2 separate regions of the Gossypium hirsutum genome follow, and region 2 is linked to region 1. A link is a contact called in public Hi-C data. All regions are on one chromosome and are shown on one strand. Each heading gives the region's core, a stretch centred on a gene start, on an enhancer-like site or on the middle of the called end of the contact. The rest is flanking DNA. Distances are from core to core; before and after follow the strand shown. Region 1 holds the start of LOC107922157 (polyubiquitin). Region 2 holds the start of LOC107921277 (pentatricopeptide repeat-containing protein At2g33680).

The links. Hi-C and Micro-C count contacts between places; a contact is called where the count stands out from the background.
Region 2: a contact with region 1 is called in a Hi-C map of leaf, with 3 times the contacts expected there. The contact joins the promoter of LOC107921277 here to the promoter of LOC107922157 in region 1. A contact is called at or near these places in 4 of 34 Hi-C or Micro-C datasets (anther, hypocotyl, leaf and 1 more).

What each region holds. Positions count from the first base shown.
Region 1 is chrD01:28,251,719-28,257,227 of Gossypium_hirsutum_v2.1, forward strand. It overlaps LOC107922157 (polyubiquitin), which reads left to right and starts at 2,766. Exons shown (of 2, transcript XM_016852038.2): 1 at 2,766-3,008; 2 at 3,668-5,049. The coding sequence starts at 2,856. The coding sequence ends at 4,813.
Region 2 is chrD01:28,431,649-28,437,157 of Gossypium_hirsutum_v2.1, forward strand. It overlaps LOC107921277 (pentatricopeptide repeat-containing protein At2g33680), which reads left to right and starts at 3,132. Exons shown (of 2, transcript XM_041086508.1): 1 at 3,132-5,402. The coding sequence starts at 3,135. The coding sequence ends at 5,402.

The DNA of each region.
Region 1 (5,509 bases), core at 1,516-4,015:
AAGTCCTGTAACATTCAATTTTTATATTTGTATCCCCGTGCTAATTCATAATAGCCAATATTTTCAATCCAATCCAATTTAAACCATATGTGCCAAATTCACTAAATTCTATTTAAATCTAACATATAGATAAGTTCAAGCATAAAATAAAATATAGTAGTAAGTCCTATTTGAACTTACCTGTTCAAAATACATAAAGTGGATGCTTCAAGGGCTAATCCACAATTTTTGTTTTTCCCTAATCAACTCCACTTTGATCCGGTTCTTGATCTAAATAATCATTTGATATTATCAATCAATACCAAAAATTCTATTTTGTGCCTTGGTATGTATGAATTTATATGAACTCAATTTTTTAATATCCCCAAAATTTTACATTTTATTCAATTTAGTCCCTGAACTGGGGATAGTCATAACTTTCAATTCTTAGCCTCAAATTAAAAATTGATTTCAAATATTCTGATTCGTGACCTTATAATTTCTATTTCTAACATAATTTCATAATATTTTTTAAATTTATTCAATTTGGTCCCTAATGTAACAAAGTTACCAGATAAGCTAAATTAACTTTACAATATAGTCCTTTTTATATTCCAGGCTTAAAATCTATCAATTTCAAGCCTAATTCTTTAAGAAATCAACAATGAAAACTTTCAAAAACTTTAATAGTTTCATAATTTAGTATATGAGCTAGCTAAATCAAGCTTCCATGACCCAAAATCTATAAAAATTACAAGAAAAATGCTTGAATTCACTTACAAAATTATGGACAAATGTATGAAGTTTCCTTAGGTTTTCTTCTTCAAGTTTCGACAAGAAAATGAAGATGAAAGATAGCTTTTACATTTTTCTTCACTAACTTAATATATAGTTGGATTATGGTTTAATTAATCTCGTTTAATTTGGTTTAATCATGGTTTACTTCATTAATCTAATTATTAGTTTAATTTAATGAGATGGCATCATCATCCACTAGCTCTAATTTTAAAATGGTTTAGTTATCATTTTGGACCGTTGACTAATTGCACTTCAAGTCCTCAAGCCTTTGGTCAATTAAAATTCTATAATGATTGCACTTTATGATTTAGTCCCTGAGCCTTAATTAACTATTAATTCGGCAAAATTACTAGACCAAATTTTAATATATATTTTTATATTATCCTCGTAAATATTAATATTTAATAATTATTGACTTGATTTACGAAAATAAGGTTTTAAAACTGCCTTTTTCGGTACCACTAAAAATCGGGTCATTACAGTGACTCTCTTTTCAAATTAACCTTGATTTCTAATTAGTTTATCATCAATTAGAAATTGGTTATTAGAGTATCTACACATATTTGACCCATACTTTAATAATAACTGAAGCTCAATAAGCCTTAACCATATTATATCATTTTTAATTTGGGTTACCCATAGTAAATTATAACATATACTTATTATATGTATGTGACATCTATATTATCTAGTGGTAATGTGAGTTTGGTTGGGTTTATTTTTTTTTGGATTTTTTAAACTGTCTATCATAATTCTGTTCGACTTGATTTAATTCTCAGTTTTTTCATATTAATTTTTTGTTTTGAATTTTTAGACTTATTTTGATAAAATGATCTTTTTTAAGGATTTTAAATATTAATTGATAAAATTTCAGTCTTTTTCATAAATATTTCTAAAAACCAATAAATTTTCAAGAACTTTTAAATTATTTTCACTATTTTAAATATAAAGCATTTATTTTTATATCATAAAAATAAATTTAATTATATATTAAATAAAAAAATAAAATTCAATTCGGTTTTAGGTAACTGCAATTTTTAAGCTTGCATTCCATAAACCGTCCAAACATTTTCGTTCGAGTTGGTTTTTCAATAAAATAACACTTTTATTTAAATTTTAAAATATGAATAAATTTGCCATTCAACTCTTATGTGATTGAAATTTACTATTAAGCTTAGAATTTTATTAAAATTTTCTACCAACTTTGATTTTTTAATTAAATTTTATCACTCAATATTAATTTTGATAATTTGAAAATATAATTTAATAAGAATTTTTTTTCAAATTTTTTATTTTTATAGCTAAAACTAATTTTTTTATTTTTATAGCTAAATCTAATTTAAATTTTATTTAATATTAATATTATGTTATATTAATTTATATTTTTAAATATTAAATTAAAATATAAAAAATATTAAAATTTGTCTTAAAATTATTTTGAATAAAAAATTGAATAAAAAATTAACTTTAATGGCAAATTTCAATAAAATAAAAGTAAAACAACAAAATTCAATATAAAATTAAAGTATTGTGGTAAATTTATTTATGAACCATAAGGAAAATGAAAAATATTATTGAAAATGGAATATATTGACAAATTTTCATATTAACCCAAAGAAACCTATGGTCACATGGGAGCTATATATAGCATAGAAGTTTAGATAATGCTGTTAAAATATGCCATAAGTTCCTATATTTTTCATAAATTTTAAATTTAGCTTCTATACTTTTAATTCTAGGAATTTAGTCATTCTACTTTTTAGCTTTCAAAATTCAGGTCTAATTATTAAGATTGTTAAGATTACTTTGTTAAATTTAGGTTCACTACAATGTCATTGTTAACAAAATAATTTGACATTGTTAATAATTAGACTTAAATTGTGAAATGAGGAAAATAGAGGGACTAAATTCCTAAAAATAAAAAGATAAAGACTAAATTCCAAAGATGTGAAGAGTAAATATAACACATTTTAACCAGATAATTGCCTATATTTAAGTTTTTGCTATTTACTTTCTTTATTATTTTCCATATTTATCGAATGAAAAACTAAACTCAGCGTGGGCTTCGGTAGAAATAAATGTGGCAAGAACTGATTGGTTATACTATTGGCAATATTGTCGTAAAGTCGGCAAATTCCACCTATAAGAAAGGCTTAAATCTCCCAACCTATTCACCGGCAGACTCTTCCGTCTTCAAACACTTCGAATCGTTTTCCAATTACTCTGACAAGGTAACTCATAGTTGTTTTATATTTCAATTTTTCAATCTTAATTAACAATTTTATTGCTTTTAAGTATTATTATTTGTTTTTTTCTTTTAAAATCGTATCTTGTTTGTTATCTCATTGTCTTGAATTGTTGGTGGATCTTGAATGAGTTTTAAATCTTTTTTGCTTTAATTTTGATAGATCTTCTCATAATTTGATTGTTTATACGTATAAGGTTTTTTTTTTAAATTTAACTAATCGGATCTTGGTTAATCATGTTGAATATCTTCCTTGAAATTAGTTAAATTATTAGTGGATCTGTTAATGGACCATCTTTGTTTATTGAGATTCAGTTGTAAATATTTGAAATTCTTAAATCTGTTGATGTGTGTTCTTGGGAATTTAAATTGGTAGATTTGTTTAGGCTCTTGAAAATTCTGTCTATGCTTTCTATTTGTGAATTTTGATTTTCTTGGTTTTGTTTGATTTTAAAAAGGGCATCTCTTGTGGTGGTATTCTTGCATATTTTATTTTCAGGTTTTAAATTTGCTAAAATATAATAATTGATATATGAATGACGGCCTTGGATTCTAACTTATTGTTTATGACTTTGTTTTTCTGCTAATTTTCTGAACTCTTGATAATTGAGGTACTAATTTGTTTTTGATATTTTGATTCAATAGATGCAAATCTTTGTTAAAACCCTCACTGGCAAGACCATCACCCTCGAGGTGGAGAGTTCAGACACCATTGATAATGTGAAGGCTAAGATCCAAGATAAGGAAGGGATCCCACCGGATCAGCAGAGGCTTATATTTGCTGGCAAACAACTTGAGGATGGCCGCACGCTAGCCGACTACAACATTCAGAAAGAATCCACCCTTCACTTGGTTCTTCGACTTCGTGGCGGCATGCAAATCTTTGTCAAGACTCTCACTGGAAAGACAATTACCTTGGAGGTTGAAAGCTCTGACACAATTGATAATGTAAAGGCAAAGATCCAAGACAAGGAAGGGATCCCACCAGATCAGCAGAGGCTTATCTTTGCTGGAAAGCAGCTTGAAGATGGTCGCACCTTAGCTGATTACAATATCCAAAAAGAGTCCACCCTCCACCTGGTACTTCGTCTTCGAGGTGGCATGCAAATCTTTGTCAAAACTCTCACTGGAAAGACAATTACCTTGGAGGTCGAGAGTTCGGATACCATTGACAATGTGAAAGCCAAGATTCAGGACAAAGAAGGAATCCCACCAGACCAACAAAGATTGATTTTTGCTGGAAAACAACTTGAAGATGGAAGAACTCTTGCCGATTATAATATCCAGAAGGAGTCTACTCTCCATTTGGTTCTCCGCCTTCGGGGTGGTATGCAGATCTTTGTAAAGACTCTTACCGGAAAGACCATCACTTTGGAGGTTGAAAGTTCCGATACCATTGACAATGTGAAGGCAAAGATCCAAGACAAGGAGGGTATCCCCCCAGACCAGCAAAGGCTCATCTTTGCTGGCAAGCAGCTCGAAGATGGTAGGACATTGGCCGACTACAATATCCAAAAGGAGTCTACCCTTCATTTGGTGTTGCGGCTGCGTGGTGGGATGCAGATCTTTGTTAAGACTCTTACTGGAAAGACTATCACTCTAGAGGTTGAAAGTTCAGACACCATTGACAATCTTAAGGCAAAGATTCAAGACAAGGAAGGGATCCCACCAGACCAGCAAAGGCTCATATTTGCTGGCAAGCAACTTGAAGATGGCAGGACATTGGCTGATTATAATATCCAAAAGGAGTCTACTCTGCATCTTGTCCTTCGCCTTCGCGGTGGTTTCTAGGTAAGGATTGTTTGCCGTTGTTGGTGGCCTTTTTTTGGTTTTAAATAATGTGTCTGGAAGCTTATCTGGGATTATTATTAGCTATGTGGTTTTCGAACTTTCATGGGTTACTGCTATTAGATCTTTGTTTTAATATTTTAAGTTTGTCTTTGGACGCTATTATGAATCGTCAACTTCGATGTTCAAATGCCTTCAACTTCTGTTTGGTACGTTGAACCTCTGATATTTGGATGTCATTTTTGGAATTCTTTCATCTTAATCCTCCAAAGCATGTAAAGATCTACTTATATATATAAAAATATATTGCATTAAAAAATTCAACTCTTTTAAGACCACAGAATTAAGTCGTGATGTTTTTCTTTGTCACGAGAAATTAACGTCTTCTCTAAATCCACTTTGAGAAATCCATGAAGTATTCGACCAGCTGGAGATTGACATATTTTAGTCTACGAGATGACTAATTAAGTAGGCATCGAAGAATTGAGGTATCGAAGTACGAATGAGTATCTATCAAAGTGTAAATAGTGGCACTGAAATGCAAACCTGTATTATATTGGCACTCCATTTGGATCTTATCCTAAGTTTATTCGGGCTCGATACACATATTAGAACAATTTTTTACAATTGAGTCGTTTCCTCATCATTTGTACCAATTTATAATCATTTCAAAATACATTCAAATATTATAATTTCACA
Region 2 (5,509 bases), core at 1,882-4,381, 180 kb after region 1:
AAAAACCCATATATATAACTACATAAGATAAATCTCAAACTTAAATACTCGACACTTTTGGGCCTTTGAAAATAGAGACGAGGGCACAAGGCATGTAACACCCCTAACCCGTATTTATCGCCAGAACAGAGTTACGGAGCATTACCGGAGTTTACATATCAAATAAACATACATTTCATATCATATAACATTCATATCAGAAACCAATCGAAATCAAACTTATTGTCCCTTATACGAGTCCTCGAGGCCCAAAATACACGTTAGAAACAAGTCGGGAGTAGATCGGGTACTTAAAGAATTTTTCAGAAAACATTAAAATTTTTCTAAGTTGTAAGGGACACACAGATGTGTGGCCAGGCTGTGCGACTCACTCGGTCAGAAGATACGCTTGTGTCTCAGGCCGTGTGGGCATTTGAAATAGGGACATACAGTCGTGTCCTAGCCCGTGTGACTCTTTGACTTGGGTCACACGGCCAAACCACATGCTAGTGTGCTATGCTGTGTTGAGCATACTGACTTGCACAATTTTAAAGATATAGTGGACACACGGCCGTGTCACCTAGCCCTGTGTCACACACAGCTGAGACACACGCCCGTGTCTCTGCCCTTGTGGACAAAAATAGGTAATTTCTAAGTCACATTTCTCAGCTAATTTGGTACCAATCTAAACACAACAATTTGCACATCAACAAGCCATAACAAGACATTCGAATCAAGCTAAAATTAAGTCTTAAACATGTATTATCACAACATACAACCAATATACCCTATAACATGTCAACCAAATATACTATTTCAAACCAATCATCAATATACCTATAAGTTTTCCATCCTTCAACCATATCAAACACACATTAAATATATTAAGACCACATATATAAAACACATTAAAATATATCAAACACAAGTCATTCAAATGGCTTGTCTTAACAAAACATTTATATACCAACATTGGCCAAATTATCCTATACATGCCATTATAACCGAAATTAATTTACTTAAAGTACAAAAAGAGCCGATGGATAGTGTGAAATAGCTCTGACCAGCTTCTAACCCAAATGAGCTTCCGAATTACTATAAAACATGAAAAATAATACAGAGTAAGCATTTAAGCTTAGTAAGTTCGTATAACAAAAAATTTAACTTACCATACATCCATACAATAGGTAAGTAAACATAACATATCTCAATCAATTTGGCCAAAAGTCTAAACACATGATCACCAACATATTAGCCATGAAAATCACATATAAAATCCAACACACATGGTTGAATTCATCAAATATTCATATTTCATGCATATATTGGCAATAGTTCATATTAAACTCATATGATTTCATAACAGAATTGTGCCCGTTGAACCATTTAGAATGCCGTTGGATACACGAGTAGTACACACGAGGTGTACTAAACTGTAATCCGTCAATTCATATTCATGTATGCTCCTCCGAGCTGTAAACGGAAAGCTCCTCCGAGCTGAATAATAGGAAGTTCATGTGAGCTAAATAACGGGAAGCTCATGCGAGCTGTATAACGGGAAGCTCATACGAGCTGTGGCGTGTCTGCAACACATGCAGGACCAAACCAAATCGGTAACCCTAATGACATGTCATTTGTATCCTACGAATTTCATAAGGTTCACACGGGACTCGATAATCGTCGAATATACAACCAGTATTTATTCGTGTAATTAAATTGTACAATTCACAAGCAATAATTCAATTTAAAACATATTAATGTACAATTTAATTACAATAACTTACCTCGACGAGTTTATGTAGATACGAATGCAACTAATCTGATATTTTTCCTTTGCCTCGATCTAACTCCGTACTAGGTCTAACCGAATCTATACGAATAAATTTAACTCAATTAAATATAATTCATATTCAATTTAGTCCAACACACATTTTTTGGAAAAATTACTATTTTTCCCTATACTTTTAATTTATTACAATTTAGTCCCTAGGTTTGGAAAATGACTTTCATGCAATTTAATCCTTACTCAAGCCTAGTAAATTTTTATACATATTAATAGCAACCGACATAATTCACAATTTCACAATTTTACCATAAATTTATCATCTGTTTCAATTTATTCCCTAATTGATAATTTCATCAAAATTCTCTTTACAAAAGTTATTTATCTAACAACAACTTTTCATTTTTTTTATCATAAAGCTTCAAAATTCAAGCATACTCATCAATATAAAAACCTTAATACTTTATCAATTTTGCAAATTAATCCCCGAGCTAGCTAGATTAAGCTACTACGATCTCGGAAACATAGAAATCATCAAAAACGGGACAAAATACATACCTAATTAAGCAAAACAAGCTTGCTAATATCTCAATCTACCATGGTTAGGTTTTCTCTCTTTTTTTTTATTTGGTGGTAGATGATGATAATAGATTTTTTAATTTTATTTAATATCACTTTAATTGATAATTTCTAAAATTAACCTTAATGTTTCATGAAATTTCCAATGATGACTATTCATGCCTAACCACTAAGCATTTTAATGGTCTATTTACTATATAAGGACCTCCAATTTAAAATTCTATAGCTATTTAATACCTTTAGCTATTAGAACTCAACTTTTGCACTTAATGCAATTTAGTCCTTTTCATCAAATTAGGTATGTAAACGAAAAATGTCTTAACAAAATTTTTATACTATATTTCTATCATATAGTAGAAAATAAAATAATAATAATAAATTTTTTCCGACTTTAGATTTGTGGTCCCAAAATCACTGTTCCGATTTTACTAAAAACGGACTGTTACAAGACATCATTAGCTAACTAGTTATTTTTCACTACAATATCTTTTTAAAAACATTATGATTTGAAAAATAAAAGATTTTTTTTGGAACTTTCTAGCAATGTTAATGATTTGAACTAAATCATTATGAGAATTAAATGAGTCAAACAAAATTATTGGGACTGAATCCTCAAATTACATGGACAGAAAACCATAAATTAAACTAACAGAAACTGTTTATCGGGTCAGTTTTCTCATAGGCCCCATTTTGGGTCCAATTAAGCCCAAGCCAAATTTCAGCCCAGGAGCATATATGTGCCTTTTTTTTTTTGAATTTATTTATTAATTTGTTTGATTCAAATCAAATATCCATGGAAGCTGCTTATGGCGCCACCGTTCTTCTTCATCCGTTTAAACCCCAAAATCCAGTGTTTTTAACAAAAGCCAAGCTACCTGTTAAGGCCAAATGCCCATCTTTAAAAAAAGTCAATTGCTCCATCTCCAGCATTTCAACTAATAAAGAGATGGTTCTCGCTGAAGATTGGCCTCATCTTCTCAAGCTCTCCATCGGGTCTGGAAATTTCTTGTTGGGTCAAGCAATTCACGCTTTTTTAATAAAATCCAACTCTTCAAATGATGTTTTTCAAGGAAATAATCTTATCAATTTTTATACTAAATTCAACGAACTGCATGATGCCCGAAAGGTGTTTGATGAAATTCCTGTTAGAAACACAATCACTTGGACTACTTTAATTAAAGGGCATTTAAACAATGGAGACTCCGAATCCGTGTTTAGTATCGCTCATGATATGTGTTTCTCTGGTGAGAAGTTCAACGAACATACTTGTTCGGTGATTTTACAAGCGTGTAGCGAGGAAGAAGACTTGATTCGAGGTGAGCAAATCCATGGTTTTGTTATAAAAAGTGGGATTGAAGGGAATGCTTTTGTGGGTACTTCTTTGATTTCCTTGTATTCAACGACTGGTTTCTTAAATGAAGCGGAAAATGTTTTTAACAACATTAGCGTCAAGGATGTTCAGTGTTTGAATTACATGATTTTGGAGTATGGAAAGGCTGGGTTTATGGAGAAAGCTTTTCAGGCTTTTGTTGATGTGTTAAGCTCAGATTTGGAGCCAACCGATTATACTTTTACTAATATAATAAGCACATTTAGTGAAAATGTAGGCATTGAGGAAGGGAGACAGTTGCATGGGCTTGCTGTCAAGTATGGAGTCATCAATGTGACCTCTTTAGGGAATGCTCTGATTACTATGTATGGGAAGCTTGGAATGGTTGAAGACAGTGAGAGAATGTTTCATTCTTTGAGTGAGAGGAATTTGATTTCTTGGACTGCGCTTATATCGGGGTATGTAAGAAATGGTTGCAGTGAAAAGGCTGCTGATATATTCTTGGAATTACTTTACCATGGAATTTACTGTGATCCAAGTTGTTTAGTAACTGTGCTCGATGGCTGCTCAGAGTGCAGAAACTTGGATTTGGGAGTTCAGCTCCATGGATTTGTGATTAAGAGTGGTTATCTGTGTGATGCCAATATTGTGACTGCATTAGTAGATATGTATTCCAAATCCGATAACCTAAAGTCTGCAAAAATAGTTTTCGATGGTTTCTCTAGTAAAAGTATTGCTTTGTTTAATGCTATTCTTGTTGGATTCATAAAAACAAATAGAGATGATGATGATGAAGATGCTATGGTTTTGTTTCGTCAGTTGAGATTTGCTGGTATAAAGCCTGATTTAGTCACTTTCTCAAGGCTTCTTAGTTTATCTGCTAATCAAGCTTGTTTAGTAAAAGGGGAAACTCTTCATGCTTACACCATCAAAACGGGGTTTGAATCCAGTTTAATGGTGAGTAATGCTTTGATCACCATGTATGCTAAATGTGGCAGCATCAAAGGGGCTTGTCAAACATTTGATGGTATGCATTGTCGTGATTCAGTTTCGTGGAATGCCATGGTTTCTGCGTATTCCATTCATGGTCAAGGTAAAGCAGCACTTCGGCTCTTCAAAGAGATTAAAGGAGAAGGTTTTGCAGTTGATGAGTTTACCGTATTGGCTATCCTTCAAGCTTGTTGTTACACAGGGTTATGGCACGATGGGATACGCATATTCAATGAAATGGAATCAAGTTACAAGATCAACCCGTTAATTGAGCATTATGCTTGTATGGTTGATCTTTTAGGGAGGGCAGGGTGCTTGTCTGAAGCCATGAATCTTATTAGCAACAGCCGTTTTCGGGATTCGCCTTTGCTATGGAGGACATTGGTGAATGTTTGTAAGTTACAAGGGGATATAGATTTTGCCATGTTAGCTTCAAAAAACTTGCTAGACTTGTCGCCTGAAGAAGCTGGTTCCTACATACTTGTTTCGAACACGTATGCTGGATCTGGAATGTTAGATGAGGCGCTGAAAGTCAGGACAGCCATGAATGACTTGAAGTTAAGTAAGCAAGCAGGTTGTAGTTGGATTGAAATTGATAATAAGGTCCATTGTTTTGTGGCAAGTGACAAGGATCATCCAGAAAGTAGTGACATTTATGCAAATTTGGATCAGTTAATGGATGAAATCAAGTGGAAGAATTGTGATATCAATGATCCTCATTCGATTGGTGAAATTGTATAGGTATGGATAAATTTACAACATTGCTTAACTAATAAATTCATGGTGTTTTCTAACTTTTTGAACATTTCTTTGCCAGTAGTTGAAGTTAGAATTAGGTTGTGAAATCA